Regions from separate parts of the Mus musculus genome. Here region 2 is linked to region 1. A link is a contact called in public Hi-C data. All regions are on one chromosome and are shown on one strand. Each heading gives the region's core, a stretch centred on a gene start, on an enhancer-like site or on the middle of the called end of the contact. The rest is flanking DNA. Distances are from core to core; before and after follow the strand shown.

What was found. Hi-C and Micro-C count contacts between places; a contact is called where the count stands out from the background.
Region 2: a contact with region 1 is called in a Hi-C map of CD8 T cells, with 6 times the contacts expected there. The contact joins the promoter of Cox17 here to the promoter of Rabl3 in region 1. A contact is called at or near these places in 2 of 39 promoter capture datasets (the C10 cell line and pre-B cells), 3 of 484 Hi-C or Micro-C datasets (CD4 T cells, CD8 T cells and pre-B cells) and 1 of 9 other capture datasets (liver).

Annotation. Positions count from the first base shown.
Region 1 is chr16:37,538,630-37,542,225 of GRCm38.p6, reverse strand. It overlaps Rabl3 (RAB, member RAS oncogene family-like 3), which reads right to left and starts at 2,332. Exons shown (of 8, transcript NM_001042499.1): 1 at 2,266-2,332; 2 at 288-379. The coding sequence starts at 2,311. It overlaps Gtf2e1 (general transcription factor II E, polypeptide 1 (alpha subunit)), which reads left to right and starts at 2,437. Exons shown (of 5, transcript NM_028812.4): 1 at 2,437-2,573.
Region 2 is chr16:38,345,084-38,348,677 of GRCm38.p6, reverse strand. It overlaps Cox17 (cytochrome c oxidase assembly protein 17, copper chaperone), which reads right to left and starts at 1,679. Exons shown (of 3, transcript NM_001017429.2): 1 at 1,471-1,679. The coding sequence starts at 1,577.

The DNA of each region.
Region 1 (3,596 bases), core at 1,083-3,582:
TTTAAAATAAAAGCCTGTGCAAACAGACAACTGGGCTCACGTGTTACTTTCGCTTCTCACGAGTTGAATGAATTTGGTTGTTATTTACTCCTCTATGACTGAGTTTCTGTGTTTGTATTTCACAGTTTAAGAAAGATGAAACAAGGAATGACAGTACTGACACACAGTGGGAGCTAAATCAATCCCAGTTATTAGTGTTAATTTTAATTAAGTCCTATAAATTAATCACGGGATCTGAAGGACTTATGCTTAGTATGACTAAGGAAAAACTAAACAAGAACACGCACTCTGATATCCACCGAGCAGCCCACAGTCCATGACGGATTTCCTAACACTTGATTGTGGCACAGAAGATGGACGAGTGAAGATTTCCCAACACCTGTAAAGATACAAGGTCTCTTTAGTCAGCTGAACATGGAACCCTAAATGGGACATTTATACCACCTCTTCCAAGCCAGGGAACATCTAACAAATTGTTTGAATACCTCCCGTGACAGGATCCATGATGCCATGCTACCATACTCAAAGGACTTTGGTGCCTACATGTAGGTCTGAAAAAAGCAGCTAACCACATGGTCCCAGACTTATCCTCTGAATGACGATGATGGTAATTCCACTTGCTTTCCTTCATCATGCCTATTAATTTTGAAGCAATGCTTCACCCCCTTTTAGATCTATTGGGCTCAGGCAATCTTTTCATTAACACTAAAGGGCACCTCTTCAAGAGCTAGGTGGAGAGGAAAGAGATGAGTCTTCTATTTTCATGGCTATGAGTCTTTTATTTGCGGGTGTGGAGTCACTCATTCATTTACCTGGCTGTTGTTAATTGTATCAAACACTTGGGAAATCTCTTTGTTGTGCAATGTTATATATAGACCTATCATTAATATTTACTTTTTATTATAAAAACTCTATTACCAAAAACTGAGAAAGTATAAAAAAAAAAAAACCAAACAACAACATCACCTTAGAGCACTATTGCCAGCCATATGACTTTCTCTATTATACCATGTTGTTATTGTGATCATATACAAAGTGTACTTAAAAACAAACAAAAGAACCGCATGGGGCTCAGTGCTTGCCCTACAAGCATGAGAACCCGAGTTGTGTTCACAGAACTGACACACAGCAGCCAGGCAAAGAGGCACACGTCTCTAATGTCAGTGCTGGGGAGGCAGAGAGAGGCAATCCCTGATGTTTGTTGGCCTGACAGCCTTAGCCTAGGGGCTCCAGGCCAAGGGGAGAGCTTGTCTTAAAGAAGGTCGGCGGCTGTAGTGGCTATTCTTGGTTGTCAGCTGGACTATATCTGGAATGAACTACAATCCAGAATTGGAGGGCTCACTGTGATCCTGATCTCGTGGCTGGGAGATTCAAGTTTCTGACCTGGATCTTGAGGCATAGTGGCTATGAATCCCAGGAGACTAAGACAAGGAGATCTCTGAGTTCAAGGTCATCTGGGACAAAGCAAGTCCCAGCACCAGGCAGGGAGGCCTACACCTTTAATCTGGGCTACACCTTCTGCTGGAGACCTACTTAAGGACATTGGAAGGAGGAAGATTCTTCTTCGTTTGCTTGCCTTGTGGGACTGAGCAACTGCTAGATCCTTGGACTTCCATTCACAGCTGCTGCTGACCATTGTTGGGGAGTTGGGCTACAGACCGTAGGTCATCAACAAATTCCCTTACTATAAGAAACTACCCATAAGTTCTGTGACTCTAGAGGACCCTGACTAATACAGTGGCAGAGGCAGGTGTATCTCTTCATTTTAGGCCTGCCTTGTTTATATAGTGAGTTTTAGACTAGCCTGATATACATAGCTAGTTCTACGTTAGTCAGGACTACTTAGTGAGACCATGTCTTACCCCACACCCACTCCCCAGCAACAAAGCTTGCAGTGGAAGAACTGGAATGTTTTTTGTGGCTCCTGGTAGGAGCTCTCCCCTCTCTGGAACCAAAACTTCTAGGCCAGCAGAACCTAGGGTTGTGGGGACAGGAAGCAAAAATTTTCCTAGAGGGTCACTAGGAGTGATAGTGAGTGGAACTAGTCCCTTTTCCACCCATAGACTCCGCGCCCCCCACCTCCCGCCACGCCACCACGTCGACAAAAGGAGCAAAGTCCTCTGGGAAGTGTAGTTTTAAGGTCTTGAAAGGAATTTCAGCTGTCGACCTAAGCGCTAGGCAGCTGGGGGGGTAAACAGCGAAGAGAGAGCGGTGTCGGGAAGCTCGGGCGTGTTGGTAGTCCCAGACGTGGGTTAAGCGGCTCACCTGAGTCTCCCAACACCAGAACCTTCACCCGATCCAGGGACGCCATCTTGCCACGATTTCCTTGAGGTTGACGCCCGTTCCTGGATTCTCACCAATCAGCGCAGGGCTTGTGGGCAGGGCAAATCATCTCATTGGTCGGTCAGAGCGTGACTGATCGAAAGCTTCGGGGTGCGGATTAGCGGGCGGTTTCCAAACCGGTCGCAGGAATTAGGCGTTCGTCCTTGTCTCGCAAGTGGCGTGGGCTGGCTGAAGCCGGTAGTTGAGGTGCTGAGGGCGGCTGTAGTGGGAGTGTTCGAGCATCCACTTGGGTAAACCTCATTCTCCCGTCCTTGTTCCCGGTTTCTGACCTGGCGTGGCATTTCATGGTTTCTTCTATCCGTCCCCTTCCTTGTCTAGTCCCCTCTCCTCGGCCACCTCTTGCTTTGGTCCTCTTCTTAGTCTTCTAAAGAACCATTGCCCCGGAGCGGCCCATGTGCGACCTCGGGTAGGACGGGCTTGGCGGCGTCGAGTGTGGCCCGGGAAGCCCCTGGGCGCGTCTGAGGGACTGTGGGGTCTCGGGGTCTGGACATGTCTGAACACAGCTGGTGGAGGGCACCTCGGTCCGGAGCTGTCTCCGTCGTAGGACGAAGGAATGGAGAGTTCGTAAAATACAGTAACAGAAAACTGTAGAGGCTCTGTAGGATCCACGTTCTTCTAGAACTTGGGAAGTAGTATTTAAAAATAGTCTAACTAAAAGGGCTTCCTGCACCCACTTTGTGTTTTTTTTTTAAATCCCTTTTCATCCAGCATAGTTTTTTCAAAAATCACAAGTTTAATGTAGTAGCTCCTTGCTTAAAGCAATTACAAGTTAAATTTAAAAAGAAAAAAAAAAGATGGCTTATAGCGCTCATTATTGGGATGCAGGTGTGAAACAAGTGATTTGTGTGGAAGCTGGCAGGATGGATATGCTACAAGAACACGTGCCCAGAGGATGTATTGAAAGTTCAGGTATCTCAGTAGAATATGCTAGGCGCTAGCATTAATGAACAAGAGGCCTTCGAAGTAGAAACTGTACAAATTCTGAGGAAATGCGAGGGAGAGTGTTGGATGCCACTGTTGGGGATTTGAGAAGGCCAGGAAACATTACCCAAAGCCTAACTACAGTAGGAGAAAGGTTTGGGCTTAGCTTTGAGGACTGAGGGTGGATATGAGGATGACTTTGCTAAAAAAGCAGAGTGGTTTGAACTTTTGATTCTCCCAGTTCCACACCAGGGGCACAGTGGTCCTTAAAAGTTTTTACAACTAGAATCTAGGTCTGGACTGGGTAAGGTGACGTTGGGAGATGAGATGCC
Region 2 (3,594 bases), core at 430-2,929, 810 kb before region 1:
GTCACAAGAGCCCAAATGTACTGAAACACCCCTGTAATCATGCTCGGGAAGCTAAGACAGGAGACTCCTCAGGAGGAGGCCAGCTTGGGCTACATGGCAAAACCCTGTCTCAAAAAGAATAAGAGGTTCTCCTATTACCATCCTTACCAGCAGATGAGAAGACTGGGTGTGACAGTGAGTTCCGTATAACAGCTAGCTTCCCCTTACCACCGACACCCACTGCTAAACCTTACAGAAATGCGGGACTCGTTCAACACACGTGTGAAGCAGACTTGTTAAGTACCTTGCATAAGGTCACCAACTTGGAGGGAGAAGATTCAAAGCCTGACTGTATTTCTAAGCTCTGAGTCTTGAGCCACACCAAAGTCTCCTTAAGCAGGTTACCTTGGTATTTCAAGAACCTTGGTATCAGATCGATCTTTAAATTCTCCATTTATAGGTAGTGATAATAATAACTGGTTACACTCTTATTACCTTACAATACCAAGGAATACTTTGTTTTGTGTATTTTTCTATTTTTATTTTGAGACATGGTCTCACTCGGATGTTCAGGCTAGACTTAAAACTGTTTCAGTCTCTCCGGTAATGAAATCACACCATGAGAATCCATATTTGTTTCTCCGAGTATTTTTCTGCTTTGATGGGAGAAGATGGAGATGCATAGCCACACTGAGGACTTCAGTATCTGCCCCAGAACCCAGGCTACATAAAAGGGAGGAGACCAAACAAAACCTTTTGTGACTTGATGATAAAGTCGATGAACATTAATATCACCTCTGTCCTGTAGACAAGTTTTACAATTTGTTTTTATGTGTATAGGTGTTTTGCCTGCACACCATGTGTGTGCAGTGCCCGCAATAGCTAGAAGGGGGTGTCAGATTATTCTGGGGTTGGAATTACACAAGATTGTTAACAGTCGTGTGGGTGCTGGGAATCGAAACTAGGCCCTCTGGAAGGTCAACCAGGGCTTTTATCCACTTAGCCATCTCTCCAGCTCCAGACAGGTTGACTTTTAACTTCTTGGAAAGGGTATCCCTTCAGAAATGTATCCTGTGTTCTACTATTCACACGTTTCGACCAAAAAAAAAAAAAATTACTAAAGATTACCTGAAAAATTTACACCTAGGTCTTAGTAAATCTATCACAGCTGGTGGTATAGTATTGGCTGGTAACAAATCTCCACATATTTTAAATGCCTTTAAATCAAGAAGCATCTTTACGCACTTCTATTTATCTGGGTCTTATCCCTAAGAAGACTAAAATGCAATCGTAGTAAGGAATGAAGGACGAGAACCTTGGGATCAATGTAACCTCTTGCCCTCTCCGTTGACCCCTAACTGAGACTGGGGTGCGGGATCAGGGAGCAGAGAGGACAGCGGAACTATGGGTCCCTGCATCTCCAGAGTCCCAGAGAGCAGAGTGGAGCCGAGCTGCTAAAGCCCGGGCTTCCCTCCCGGGCTACGCACTGACCACGCATCACGCGCCTTCTTGGTTTCCGGGCAGGCACAGCAGGGCTTCAGTGGCTTCTTCTCCTGAGCCTCGGGCGGGGCAGGGCTAGCGGCCGCCAGTCCCGGCATCTTTCCAGGCGAAAGCAACTATGAGCGCACACGCGCAAAGCTCCCAAACTCCGACTACCCTGAGCCGTCTGTCTCCACTTCCGCAGTCAATCGAAGGGGGACAGGAAGTCCCGCCTCTCCGGACGGAAGTAAGTCTAAGAAGCGCGTGCGCAAAAGAAGTGGTACAAGGCCTCGCTCCAAGGGCGTGGCGTCAGCGCTGGCGCAAAGGTTAAAAGGTCACCCAGAATGGTTTTTGTTTTTGTTTTGTTTTTGAGATTGTAATTTAATTACATCATTTTCCCTTTCCCTTTCCTTTCTACAAATCCTTACATATACATACCCATTCCCCACTATCCTTCAAATTCATGGCCTTTTCCTCCCTAATTGTTATTGCATGCTTATATGTATACATGCATACATATATTCCTATATGACCCATTCAGTCCAGTATAATGCTAACTGTATTCGTATTTTCAGGGCTGACCTTTTGGTACTGGACAAGCAGTAGCAGATCCGGGTTCCACCCTGGGATATTTTATGGTCTTTCTTCCTTCCTGCTTTGTAGACATTCTGCAGATACAGATACAAAGGCCCCCTACCTCCTATTTCTCTCCGGCATATATGCTAAATTTTCAGATAATATATCATGACACAGTAGTCATGAAAGAAGATAAGATTTTTTTCTACTTTCAACAACTGTGATGGGCTGTCTCTGTCTCTCTGTCTCTGTTTCTCTCTCTCTCTCTCTCTCTCTCTCTCTCTCTCTCTCTCTGTGTGTGTGTGTGTGTGTGTGTGTGTGTGTGTGTGTGTGTTTTGGATAAGTAAATGACATGGTAACTGATACTGAAAGTGTAACCCCCTCAGTAGAGCTCCATTGCTTCAAATCAACCATTCTAATTGTATTCAAGTTCACTAAGATGTACAGCATTGAGTGGCTTCCTTAAACTAGCTGTAGGTCAGGAAAAAAGTGGTTTGTAGTTATTTATTGTATGTATCTGAGTACACTGTAGCTGTCTTCAGACACACCAGAAGAGGGCATCAGATCTCATCACAGATAGTCATGAGCCACCATGTAATTGCTGGGAATTGAACTCAGAATCTCCAGAAGAGCAGCCAATACTCTTAACCAGTGAGCCATTTCTTCACACACACCCAAAAAAGTGGTTTTAATTTTAATATAAATATTTATAGACAAAGTCTCTAGCCTAAGCTGGCCTTGAATGATCTGTGGATGACCCTGAACTGATTATTAAATGTTGGAATTACAAGTGTGTGCCATCCTTTCCTGGTATATAAGGACTTCCTGCATGTTAGGCAAATAGTCTACAAACTGGGTTACATACCCTCAGCTCCTAAACTGGTTTTATTAATTGTGCAATCAGATATTTGTCATTATACCAATTAACAGAATTAAAAATGCCTTTTCCTGGCATTTCTTAAATTCAACTAGGATCAATATAATCTTCAGCATCACAGCTTCCCTGTATAGAGTTGAGCGTGAGAGGCATTTAATCTTCATAACAAACGGAGGTTCAGAAGGGCATATGATTCATTCAGAGCTACATAGCTCATGAGGTTCCATCTCTCCCCATGGTCCATGCACTATCCTGTGCAATGTATCTAAAGGCAAAGTAACTTTCACTTTCAAACCACTCACCTGTATTTACTGGCGCTACTGCATTTTTGTGTAGAGTAAATGAACAAAGAAGAAAAAGAGTAGAACTGGAAAATGTAAGGATTGTGAGGACTGACTTTGATACAAATTGTAGACCACAAAAAGAAGGAGCAGAGGAGGAGAAGGAGGAGGAGGAGGAGGAGGAGGAGGAGAATTGGAACTTTATTGCAACTGATAAGTTTTCCTCTCATTTTTCCCTTTGTGAAGGAAAGTTCCTGGCTTGAACCACACATCACTCTGAACTTCCTGAAAGGCTGATCAACTGATTACAATTTTAGAGATCTTAGTAAGGCTGGAAGGTTGCTGGATTATAGCCAAGTAGTATTGGAGCAGCTTTAGTCCCCACATAGTGGTCTTTTACTG